Linked DNA regions of Zea mays: regions 2 and 3 are each linked to region 1. The links are chromatin contacts, called in public Hi-C maps. All regions are on one chromosome and are shown on one strand. Each heading gives the region's core, a stretch centred on a gene start, on an enhancer-like site or on the middle of the called end of the contact. The rest is flanking DNA. Distances are from core to core; before and after follow the strand shown.

Region 1 (4,054 bases), core at 1,038-3,537:
AAGTGAACATACACATACACAAACAAGTATCTATGTCATGTCTTGATTATAAGTCTACACACTATATAGCACATTCCTTACACAGCAATGCTAAAACATTTCTTCTGAGAATAAGAATATAAATATAATCAGGGGAGAGATCACAGGCATGTTGATAACATTTTATCGCAAATGTAGAAAGTTTAAATGAGAGTGATCTCCATATAAGCAGTGCCTCTTAGAGTTGAGTATACCTTTGAACGTTGAACTTTATCTGGAAATATTAATGGTAACCTCTGGGAGACCTGGCATTTAGAGGAGCATAAACTCCATCAAAGAGCTGCAGATATACAACTGAAAATAGCTAAAGGCCTAGAGTTTCACATCCAAATTTGAAGGAGCAAAAAGAATAAAATGGAGAGATGGGTGAGTTGGCACTTTACAGAGTTCCCTGTGAGTTTATCTTGCACATCATCCTCAGCATCTCCATCTTGATGTTGAATCATGAAACAATATAACATGTACATGTCATTCCAAATCTGAGTCAAGTATCAACTGAAATGGAAGTCATATTAAAGTGCCTTACTCCCTGCTTGGTCTGCACCAGTTTTTGTTCCAGCATCCTTTGTTTTTTTAGTCTTAGTTTGTTGAGCATTCTTTCTCTTGGCAGTGCTAAGTGAGCCCTCTTCATGGTTATCTTCATGGGCCCTCGAAAGGCTGTTTCCCGGTGAAGCATCAGAACCAGATGAAAGTGTTACCATATCCTTCTTTGGAGTCTACAAAAAATATTATGTGTCAAAATTAACTACAAATTATAGGACCAGCTTACAACTACTATGACATAGTGAATTTAAAACAAAGCATAACACTTGCAGTGTCTGATCACTAATATCACAATATAAATCGAACATTACAAACAGGTACAGTTAATCTATACAATAAAATGACACCTGCAGTCTCATTGATGGCCAAACTAGTAGCCCAAGTCTCTAATAGTACAGTAGGAATTACATAGTGCTATGTTATCGTTTTTATTGGATAAATCAACAACACAATACCAGCCTAGTTACCAAGATATCATGAATCGGAGACAGGGAATCTAAAACAACACTCAAAATCCATACCAAGCGTCTAGGAGTATTAGCTTGTTTTTCATCCATAGTTGACCCCTCTGCATATTTGTCAAAAGAATCAATAAGCAACCATGTGACAAATACGGATCAAGACCTTAAGCAGTCGTGCCTCAGAATCTTTATAGTACTAAAAAAAAGCAGGTACGTTAGTTCTACCTTTTTTACTGACAAGGTTTTTTCTTCTAGTAGCTGCTGAGATTTTGTTTTTATTTTGTGAAGCACCATCTCTATCACGTGCATGATCTGGACTAGCGTGCTTCTCTCCCTTGTTTTGTTTTCTAGATGTACTGGTTCTTGTAGGACTAGCTTCAGGGGAGGTATCTGAACCAGAAGAAAGCATCACAGGTGCCACAGTTGGTGCCTGCTCCCAAAAAATGTTTGAATCCATATGATAAGTGGTAACTGCTACATAATAGCTATCTGAACTCTGAAGTATAGGTTTTGGAACAAAAAAACAATTCTGGAAAGCTTAAGGCAGAAGCTGATTTTTTTTCCCCACCACAAGCAAACCGAAATTCAGAATTCCAGGGTTTAGTTAGCGCACTGCAGCCTGAGCTCTGACCTATTTCGCTAGAGGTTCAAGGGCGGGATTTAGAAGTGAAGTGGAAATCTAAGGCAAGAGGTGGCATCTTGCATCCGGAACAAAAGATTTTGCTCCAAGAGGAGGAAAACTTGCTTAACGCCGCAGATGCCACGATTTAGCCATGGAGACCTCAAGTGGAGATGTGGCAGAGGAGGGAGATGAAGCGAGTTGGTACCTGAAACGCGCGGAGCCAGTCAGGATCATCTTCTTCGTCCCCCATGCTAGCTGCTCAGTTGCGCGGTTGCGCCGCTCGCTGGAACCGTGGAAGTGAGGGAGAGACGGGTCAGATGTTGAGGGCGGTTTGGCAGCGCACCAAACAAGCAACTAGCCTCTCTAGCTTCAACTCCCAGTCCCAGGCACTCTTGCTCCCAGCCGCTCTCTGGCTTCGTAAATCACCCCTTCGGCAGCGCTTCTTCCCACTCCTCCAGACGAAGGCAGATGCAGCTCCCCACGCCGCCGCAGAGAAGGAATAGGAGGGCACGCGGGGGAGAAGGGAGGGGAAGGCGCGGCGGACCGGCGGCGCAGGCGCGTCGATGTGAAGCAACGCCAATGGGCCAGAACCGGAAGCGGAGTTGACGAGGCTGGCCCCAGGGAAGGAAGATGCAGCATGATACAGGCTTTGAAGGTCCGCGCGGTACGGCCCAGAAGGAGGAATGTACTATAAGCCTTCCATCCTGACTGAACGGGTGAATGTAATTGGAAAATGTCCATTTGAACCTCTAACTTTCGCGGCAGTTCGATTCTAGAAAACCGAATTTTTAACCGTCAACAAGTTTTAAAAAAGCCGCTTGTTGCAATAACATGATCAGTTTTGAACGGTAATTTTGACATATCACGCCAGTCACAAAATACTGAATTAGACATCACGTCACACGTCAGTCACAAAATGGACAGCAAGTACTATTCAATTAAAAATCTTAAAATATAATTCGATTTCAGAAAAAAAAAAAGAGAAAGGTTACTTTATATCAGAAAGATTACTTATAGCTTTTTATTTGCTAGTATATGCTCTATGATATATTCAGATGACCCAGGATTGCTAAAATGGTTCAGATGACTTTAATGGCAATATAAATGTTATGTAATGATGTAATCACATCGTAATTGATTTAGCTTAGCCTTTGTTTGATATAACTATGGAATAAATACTTCCTCGACTCCTCAGGATTGCTAAAATTATATACAAATTGTTTGCTTAGATTCTGTGAAAACTTTGCGAGTTTGCTGGTTTCCTGTGAATTCAGGTATATCAAATACCCAAATTATCAGGTACACAAAATTGTAGTATACTACCCGCGAAATGCAGTATACTCGAACCCAACCCAAGTCAAGTGCCCGTAAAATTAAAAGTTTTATCCATTAGCCATTACTACTAGAGAGTACGTTAGACTAAAGACAGATTTTAAAAATCCTTCTTTTTCTTTCAGCACACAAATTTCAAATTATACACGACCTGATGAAAACAATCAGGTATCAGCCTGACTCGGCCTTCATTGCGACTCATAGACAAAGGGTTTGTTTGGTTAGGGACTACAAAAACCTGTTGTAGATATGAACTATAAAAATCGTTCAGTTTGATGAAGGCCACTAATGGCTGATTTAGTGATCCGGGATTCCGAGGGGAAAAAATCCTCTTACTATTCAAAATTGAATTACAAGGGGATTCCTTCCCATGGATCCCCTTGAAATCCCTAATCACCAAAGGGTTTTTTACATTGGTCCCCTTAGTTGTGCACCACTGCTCATTGCTACCCTTAATTTTTATTCCTCCTCAGTTCTGCCCAACGCTAGTTCCTTTTGCTCAGCAATCCACCTGGTCGCCGTCTCCGTCCATTCTAACGTGCCTTACAGGGCGGGCCCACTGCAAAATTCCACTGCAGCCGCATCTCCTCTTCCTCCCAACGCCCGACTCCAGCTCTCCCTCTCTCTGGTTCGCATCTACGGACGCGTCGCGGCGCCTGGCCGACGGATCGGCGGTGCGGTTCCGTGCCTCCGGCCACAGGCTGCTTCGTGGGGGCGCCCTGCCGGGAGGGAAGAAGCCAGCCGCCGCCGGGAGGGAAGAAGCCAGCCGTCGAGCAGTTCACCGGCGCTGCGACCTGCGTCTTCAACGGCTTGGCAGCAGCCACGTCGGGGGGAGCTCCAAGCCAAATCCCTCCAATCCCGAGCTCCAATTCCACCGCGAACTGCTTCGTGGGGGCGCCCTGCCCGTAGGGAAGAAGCCAGGACCTGCTGCTGCCCCGTGCTCCAATTCCACCGCAAGGACCTGCTGTTGCCCCGTGCTCCAATTCCACCGCAAGGACCTGCTGCTGCCCCGTGCCTCCGGTCACAGGCTGCTTCGTGGGGGCGCCCTGCCGGGAGG
Region 2 (4,054 bases), core at 498-2,997, 430 kb after region 1:
AATGTTGAGAGTGTGTCTGCGTGCTATTGCTTCAAGCACACTGTTTTTACTGGGTTCCTTCTGAAGAAGCCACACATGGTTTTCTTTTCGTTTCTTCTTTTACCTGTTTGAATATTCCCATTGAAACTTGTATATGTGTCTCATCTACCTTCCGGAAAAGAGGTTAAAAGAGTATATCATGTTTTATGTTAGTCTGAAAAGACGTTTCAACGTTCGTTTAAACGTTTAAACGTTGAAAAGTTGGTTCATAACATTTTAACATTTTACCACTTTAATAACCATGATCGTAACATTTCCAGCACAGCACTACAGCAAAAAATGGCACGACTGAAAATTAAGATCAAGCCCAATTCTTCAATTAACTACTAATGCATACTGTTAGGCTGGCTCCAGCAAGAACCTCTAAAGCCTCATGTACTCTAAATATAGAGGACCAAACGGTTCTCTATGCTCTCCAACAGCGTCCTCTAAACGGTCCTCTAAATTTAGAGAACGCTGCTGGATTCTCTATATATAGAGTTTCTCTAAACGGTCCTCTATCCACTTGAATACTTTAAATAACCGGTTTAGCAAAACTAAAACATTTACAATACATTTAAGAGTATGACAAATACGTATGTATAAAAATAAAAAATAAAAAATGTCTCTAATATAGGTATTTACGTATAGAGGACGTGATTTAGAGGACATTGTTGGAGAGGAAGGAAATATAGAGGATAAAATCTTGTAGAGGAGACTGTAAAGGACGGATATAGAGGATGGATATAGAGGATGTTGCTGGAGACAGCCTTAGATATAGGGGTCCCTAAAATGCACTAGTACTTATAAAGTGGTGCATAACTAAAAGACTGAGCCCAGCGCAAGTACAAGCCACCAAAAAAAAGGCTAACTGGAAACATATACAACTCCCATTACATATGGATGGAAAGCCATGACATACCAACCAACCAAACAGGGTGACCTGAAGGACGGAACAATGATTCCACAACTTAATGGACAAGATTGACAATCGCAGAACAGAGACGACACCACGCGCAGTTAAGCACACAATAACCGAAATGCCTTGGTCATTTGATGCCCCTAACTTTCTCAGCACCAGCAACAAACAAACAGTACCACAAGCACGCACATCTGGTGGAATGAGAGGCTCGAAGCACGTACAAGGATATGTTGCGGAGCCGAAACTTACCGATCACCCAAAAACAGAAGAAAAAGACACAATCCTGCGAACCCGTGCTGATTAGAGTAGGGCAACAACAAAATTCGACCGAGAAACGTCTCTCCCACACGCCCAGGCATAGCAAACCGCGACCTTCGTCGCGCCTCCACGTTGGGAACAACCGGCTCCTCGCCCGAACCGGCCTAGATCCGACCGCGACGCAGGCGGGCAGATCAGGGCGCCCACAGAACGAATACCGCGGCCAGATCGAGCGGCGGGGAGGGGGCGAGCGGGCAGGCGGGCGACAGGACCATGCGAAACACAGCTCACGGGCAGCAAGAGAGGAGAGACAGATCTGGGGGAACGCCGGCCGTTACCTGACGAGACGAGCGGCGGCGGCGGGAGAGCGCGACGAGGGCAGCGTGTGGTGACGGCGAATCCGAGATCGGCGTCTCGGATTCGATGCGGCGGTGGCGTTTGTGTGGGAGAAGAGCGGGGAAAGGAAGGAAGGGAGGGTTTGGGGGAGGCGGTTATAAAGGGTTCCGACGGAGGCGGGGCGCGGCTCGACCCGTTCCTCTTCCTCGCTTCCTCGGGTCGGGGGACGGACGTGCTCCGTGCGTGGCTCCGTGCGACCGGTAGGGTTTGGTTTCGTTTCGTGCGATCCGTCTCACTCTTGCGCTGCGCGGTGGGCCTGGCTCGTTTTTAAATGGGCCGGCGTGCGTCGCACGTGCTGGGCCTTTTCGTTTTCTTTCCCCGTATCTGCGGCGCCGCCGCGGCAGCGGGCACCAAGCCACGAATGGAGACGTGTACGACATGATTTTTTCTATCCGCGAGTATATTAACGAGCAAAAACTTCTATCCGTCATATATATGGGTTAGTACTGTTCATACTCGTATACTCATGGATAAAATATATTTATATCAATGCTATTATAACCATCTAATAGAGCTCATCTTAGCTAAAATAAAACACTTCTCTAACTATCATTTATCTAGCGACTAAGTTATTTAATCATATGATTTGTTATATGTAAAGTTGAACTTGTTTTTGTATATTTATTTAATATTTTGCGTGATTGATATATTGGAATTTAAGACTTTTCCTAGTGGGTACGACTTACCCGACGGAAAAAATTACTCGCACGGTTACGGGTATGCATAAGATTTTATATCTGCAAGCATATATGGGGTGATGGATATAATTTTTTTAATAGATATGAATATGGAATGGTACTACCGAATAAGTATATATCGTTGTCATCCCTAGTCACGTCACGGTTGACGTACCTGTAGGGATGAAACGGTCGGTAAACACTAAAATCATTACCGTTTTCATATTTTTTATCGGAAACAAAATCGAAAACGGTAACTCCGGAAACGGAAACGATATCGGTATTTCGGAAACATCGGAAACGAAAGTTTGGTGCGGAAAATACACCGGTAACGGTCGAAATCTAAAATACGATCGATAAACATATCAAACTTCATAATACAACAAAGTTGACAAAAGATCACAAAGACCACAAGTTCACAATTCATGATATAACAAGTTCGCAATATAACAAGTTCACAAGGATCACAAATTTATAATATAAAAAGTTTACAAAGATCACAAGTTCACAATATAACAAGTTCACAGTATAACAAGTTCATAAAGATCACAAGTTCACAGACTCAAAGTTCATAATTCACAATATCCACTTGATCTAGCTGACATGACTGACATGTTTACTTATGAAATATTTTTCCTCGCATAAAGAGCTTTTCACAACCTCACATGAAAACCCTAAAACCTAGTGTGTGGATGAAAGTCGCCTAGAGGGGGGGTGAATAGGCAAATCTGAAATTAACAAACTTTAAGCACAATCTACAAACCGGGGTTAGTGTTAGAAATAAAGTCGAGTCCGAAAGAGAGGGCGAAAACAAATCACAAGCAAATGAAGAGTGTGACATGGTGATTTGTTTTACCGAGGTTCGGTTCTTGCAAACCTACTCCCCATTGATGTGGTCACAAAGATCGGGTCTCTTTCAACCCTTTCCCTCTCTCAAACGGTCACTTAGACCGAGTGAGCTTTTCTTCTCAATCAATTGGAACACTTAGTCCCCACAAGGACCACCACACAATTGGTGTCTCTTGCTTTGATTACAAAGGTCTTGAGAACAAGAAATGGGGAAGAAGAAAAGCGATCCAAGCGCAAGAGCTCAAAGAACACGGACAAAACTCTCTCTTGTAGTCACTATTGCTTTGAGTGGAATTGGGACTTGGAGAGATTTTGATTCACTCTAATTGTGTCTTGTATTGAATGCACTAGCTCTTGTATTGAATGTGTTGGCTGAAAACTTGGATGCCTTGAAGTGTGGTGGTTGGGGGGTATTTATAGCCCCACCCACCAAAATGGCCGTTGGGGAAGGCTGATGTCGACGGGTGCACCGGACAGTCCGGTGCGCCAGCCACGTTACCCAACCGTTAGGGTTCGACCGTTGGAGCTCTGACATGTGGGGCCACCGGACAGTCTGGTGGTGCACCGGACAGTCACTGTTCACTGTCCAGTGCGCCTTCTGGCGCCTGCTCTGACTCTGCGCGCGTTGTCCGCGCACTGTAGCTTCACTGTTCACTTTTGCAGACGACTGTTGGTGTTGTAGTCGTTACTCCGCATGGCACACCGAACATTCCGGTGAATTATAGCGGAGTGGCATTTCCAGAAACCCGAAGGTGGCAAGTTCGAGTTGATCTACCCTGGTGCATCGGACACTATCCGGTGGCACACCGGACAGTCCGGTGCGCCAGACCAGGGCAGCCTTTGGTTTTCTTTTGCTCCTTTCTTTTGAACCCTATCTTGGACTTTTTATTGGTTTGTGTTGAACCTTTGGCACTTGTAGAACTTATAATCTAGA
Region 3 (4,054 bases), core at 747-3,246, 330 kb before region 1:
TTTACTTGTTCGAAGGAAGCAATTCACAATTCCAGATTTTTTTACCACTGCGAGCCTTGTCACCGCAAATTATAGATTGCTTCAAATTTTCTATGCGTGGTTTTTACTATACATCTAAAATTTGTTTAGAAATCCAAATTTTTAAACGAAAGAACACTGGAGATGCATGCAGACGGTACCCAATTGTTACACTTACCCGCGCTTCGGCGACCGATGTCGGCGACTCCGGCGCGCTTCCCTCGGCAAACATGGACCCTCTGTCGGACCACGCCTTGAGCACCTCGTCGGCGTCCAGCTTCAGCCCCAGCCCGGTCTTTGGCGCCTTCACCGGCGCGCTTTCAGCGTCGCCGTCGCCATCAGCTTCCTCCTCCTTGCATTTCGCGCTGGGAAGCAGCTCCTCTTTTCCCTTCGCCCCCATCATGACCTTCTCCACCTTCACCACCTTCTTCTTCTTGCTTTTGTTCTTCTCCGGAGCGGCGGCGGGCTGTGGCTGTGACACTGCGGCGTTTGACGCCGGCGGTGTCGGTGGTGCAACCGTTAGGTCCTTTACCGGCACTGCCGGCCACATCCACCAGGCGCCATCGTCGTCCCGCCGCTTCAGTGCGCGGTTGAGGTTGGGCCGAGCGCCGTGCCGGGACCCGAGGCCGAGCTCGAACCTGCCGGCGAGGCCGACCACCATGAGGCTCCTGAGGTAGGGGTGGATGCCGGAGCTGGACAGGATGGAGTCATCGGACGTGGTGGCGGCGGTGCTGTTGCTCTCGACGGTGAGGCTGCCCATGATGCCGTCGAGGCCCTCGGCCGCGGCCGCGGCCTCCTCGACGTCGAGGATGGACTCGGCGTCGAAGCCGTCGTCGTCGAAGTCGATCTCGCCGAGCTCGTTGACGTCGACGGTGTCGGGGCTCGCCGGCGACGGCGCCGGGTCGCGGAAGTCCCGGAACGCGCTGCTCACGGGGGCCGGCGACGAGCAGTTCTTGGCGGCGGACGGGCTCTGCGGCTGCGGCAGCGGCGACGGCGCGGGTATGTCTCGGAGCAGGAATGCGGAGTCGGCGAGGACGGGGAGCGGCGGGAGGAGGTCGGAGGAGGAGGCGTCGAGCGCCGCCGCGAGCCCGGAGAGCTGCCGCGACGACGGCGGGCGCGGCGGCGCCGTCTTGGGGCTCTTCTTGACGGGGAAGACGGAGGGGTGGATGGACGCCAGCAGCGCGGCGGCCTCGTTGTACGCCTGGTTCGGCCGCTTCCGCGGCGCGCGCGCCCGCTTCAGCGACACGGACGTCGCCGACGACGACGCGTTGGACGCCTCCGACAGCGTCGACGACGGCGACGAGTGCACCGGGCGCAGCGGCGACGAGTGCGCGCCCGGCGACGCCGCCGCCTTCACCATGTCCAGGTCCAGCCGCAGGCCCGTCGGCATGCAGGAAGACGACATTGCACCGGCTCAACGGCAACAGCTGTAACCGTTCAAACGATCGCCTTCGCCTTCGTTTTCTCGGAAGGGAAATGGAGCAGCTCCAGCCTCCAGCTACCCTTGGATTAATTCCACGACCATGAATCCAAGAACACTGGGGCAAGAATGGCTGAACAACCTAATCGATCAAGCCCTTTCCTCCTCCCCAAAAAAGCCTAACATTCAAGAAACCCAAACACTTTGGCAGTTGCCTCCACCTGGGGCACCAACAACACCTTGGGAGAAGATGAGGTGAAAAAAAAATACTGTCTTTACAGCTGCTGCACATGCACTCCTCTTCTGTGGAGAGAAGAGGATAAGAAGCGGAGTAAACAGCCAAGAGCACTAGAGCAAAACAAAAGAAAAGGGAGAATTCCCTGAACTGAATTGAGAAGCTGTGTTGGGATTGGAGACGAATGGAGAGAGCAGAAATGGTACTTCTTGGTCCTTTGGAGGATGAGAGAGAAAAGATATTGTATGGGGGGGGGGGGGGGGGGGGGGAATTGGAGCTGGTTGGGGCTTGGGGGATGAGGAGGAAGAAAGGGTTCAAGCGAAGGCGGTACAGGGTGGGGTTTTAGAGGGCCTGGGCATGGAGGATGGCCACAGCCACAGGATGAGACAAGCCACCCTCTCACTCACCATGTCCCTTTCTCTTCTGTCTCCTGCTGCCCTGAGGGACCCATGCCATTCCAGGCCCCCCACAGCTAGCGTTTTGGGCAGCCCTTCTTCTCCGAGTCATATATGTGCTCTTTATTCATCCTTGCACATGTGTCGTTGGGATTGCTTTGCTTGGTCATCTGAGATTTGCAGACGGACAAATGAGACCAATTTGCCCTACCTCCCAACATTCACCATCCTCCCCATTTTTGTTTTGTTTTGAGGAAGCTCACTGGATGACTGAAGATGTTTTTATTTGTATGTGTATGCCAGCCAACTACTGCAAGTCTGTCTCACAAAGTAAGGCACCTGGTAGTAGCAAGAACCGTATGTGTGATTCACACATTTGTTTAAGCAAAGATAGATGCCAATGTGTGGAGAAAAGGAGGGAAAAAATGAATTATACACACTAAGAGATGGTCGCAGCTGGTGAAAATTGTAAGAAATACTTTGACGATTGTTGACTATATAGGTGTAAGAAGCAATAATGATCATGAGAATGTCAATGGACTAAATAGTCCATTAGCAAGGGTTTATATACGAAGGAGACCGACATGCTACAAGAGAGAGACTCCTAGCTGTCATCGCCTCTTTTTCTACTCTTTTTCTACGCGATGCTAACACACCAGCGGGTAGCGTTTACGGATGGATACCATAGATATGCTACTAATATTGTTGCAGTGTTGATCAACAATGAACATGAGAGCATGGGTAAATGTGTCGCTGCTGCTGGTACACGAGGAAGTGCCGACTGCTTCCACTATATCGTTGTGCTATCTTCTTCTGCCGCGCTAAACATCGGTGGTAACGATTCATGATCCTCTATTCGTATGTTATCTTGACTGAACGCGGTAGATACATGAATGTATAGCGTACCGTTTCTCCACAACAATTCGTTAGGACTCGCCGACGGGTCAAATTTCACTCTCTTCCAAATGCTTTGATCTCACGGCATTGGTATTTTTAAAGAACTTAATTGGAATTTTGTTTCTTGGTTGTCTCCTTGTAAGCATGCACGCTATGGATTAATGATATTTTTTTTCTAGAGACGGCAGTGCCCAATGAAACATGGGGATAAGCATTACTTAATGGCAATCTCTTTTGGACTAACACAGCTTGTCGCTATGCCTCTCTTGTGCTGTATGAAAAGCAAACCTTTGAAGCTTAGTGTTTCCCCCCATGCATATGTTTTTTCCTTGTTGGTGAATTGTCAAGTACCACACCCTTGTCCTGATCCATGTCTGCGATGAGCAGGTGTTAAATATATATATATACACACATACAACTAATGTAATTGGGCATCCAATAGTAACAAACATATATTATTTTTGTTATGATCTTTTTCCTTTCTATAGTGGACTGGAATAAAAATACTAGTACTATACAGTGGCATTATATTTGTTTGAACTTGCCATGTTGGCATTTCCTGTGAACTTTTTGGTCGATTCAGCACGGCAAGCTGCCAGCAGCCTGAATGACGAAGTACACACACATGAGTTCTTTTATTTACACCTTTTTTCTATTTCGGTAAGAGGACAAATATATTCCAGAATAATGGGGTATAGGGTCCAACCAACCAAGTGCGGTCAATATATATAGCTAAATGTGGGTCGAGAAATGAGATTCCAGATTCTGGTAGTATCTCTGGCATGCATTTGTAGATTTAGATTCTTATATACAAGGGTATCTAAAATACATGATGGCGGAGGGGTATCTGAATCGTATTTCTATTTATCAAGCAAATGCACGTCATATTTGTTGTAAAATAATGTATGTCCCTCTCTCTCTCTCTCTTTTTTTTTAAAAGTCACTAGCCCATCGAGGAGGAGATTGCTACACACTTGTATTTCATAAAAGTTGTTGGTTGGCACATGAAAATTGGTGACAAATCTGTGACCAAAAGTACTAACTTTGCAAAAAAAAGTCATGAAATGATAAATCTCAGTAAGCTCTACT

What was found. A called contact is a pair of places that touch in the nucleus more often than the background predicts.
Region 2: a contact with region 1 is called in a Hi-C map of ear, with 2.3 times the contacts expected there. The contact joins the promoter of LOC100284697 here to the promoter of LOC100273715 in region 1. A contact is called at or near these places in 2 of 25 Hi-C or Micro-C datasets (ear and tassel).
Region 3: a contact with region 1 is called in a Hi-C map of leaf, with 2.7 times the contacts expected there. The contact joins the promoter of LOC103626617 here to the promoter of LOC100273715 in region 1. A contact is called at or near these places in 3 of 25 Hi-C or Micro-C datasets (bundle sheath, ear and leaf).

Annotation. Positions count from the first base shown.
Region 1 is chr5:81,579,824-81,583,877 of Zm-B73-REFERENCE-NAM-5.0, reverse strand. LOC100273715 reads right to left here and starts at 2,287. Exons shown (of 12, transcript NM_001349926.1): 1 at 1,871-2,287; 2 at 1,269-1,473; 3 at 1,104-1,150; 4 at 566-755; 5 at 423-469; 6 at 234-284. The coding sequence starts at 1,915. It overlaps LOC118471950, which reads left to right and starts at 2,497. Exons shown (of 6, transcript XM_035958885.1): 1 at 2,497-2,513; 2 at 2,940-2,964; 3 at 3,471-4,054. The coding sequence starts at 2,497.
Region 2 is chr5:81,152,471-81,156,524 of Zm-B73-REFERENCE-NAM-5.0, reverse strand. LOC100284697 reads right to left here and starts at 1,747. Exons shown (of 5, transcript NM_001157592.2): 1 at 1,537-1,747.
Region 3 is chr5:81,910,437-81,914,490 of Zm-B73-REFERENCE-NAM-5.0, reverse strand. It overlaps LOC103626617 (protein CHLOROPLAST IMPORT APPARATUS 2), which reads right to left and starts at 1,996. Exons shown (of 3, transcript XM_008647021.3): 1 at 197-1,996. The coding sequence starts at 1,423.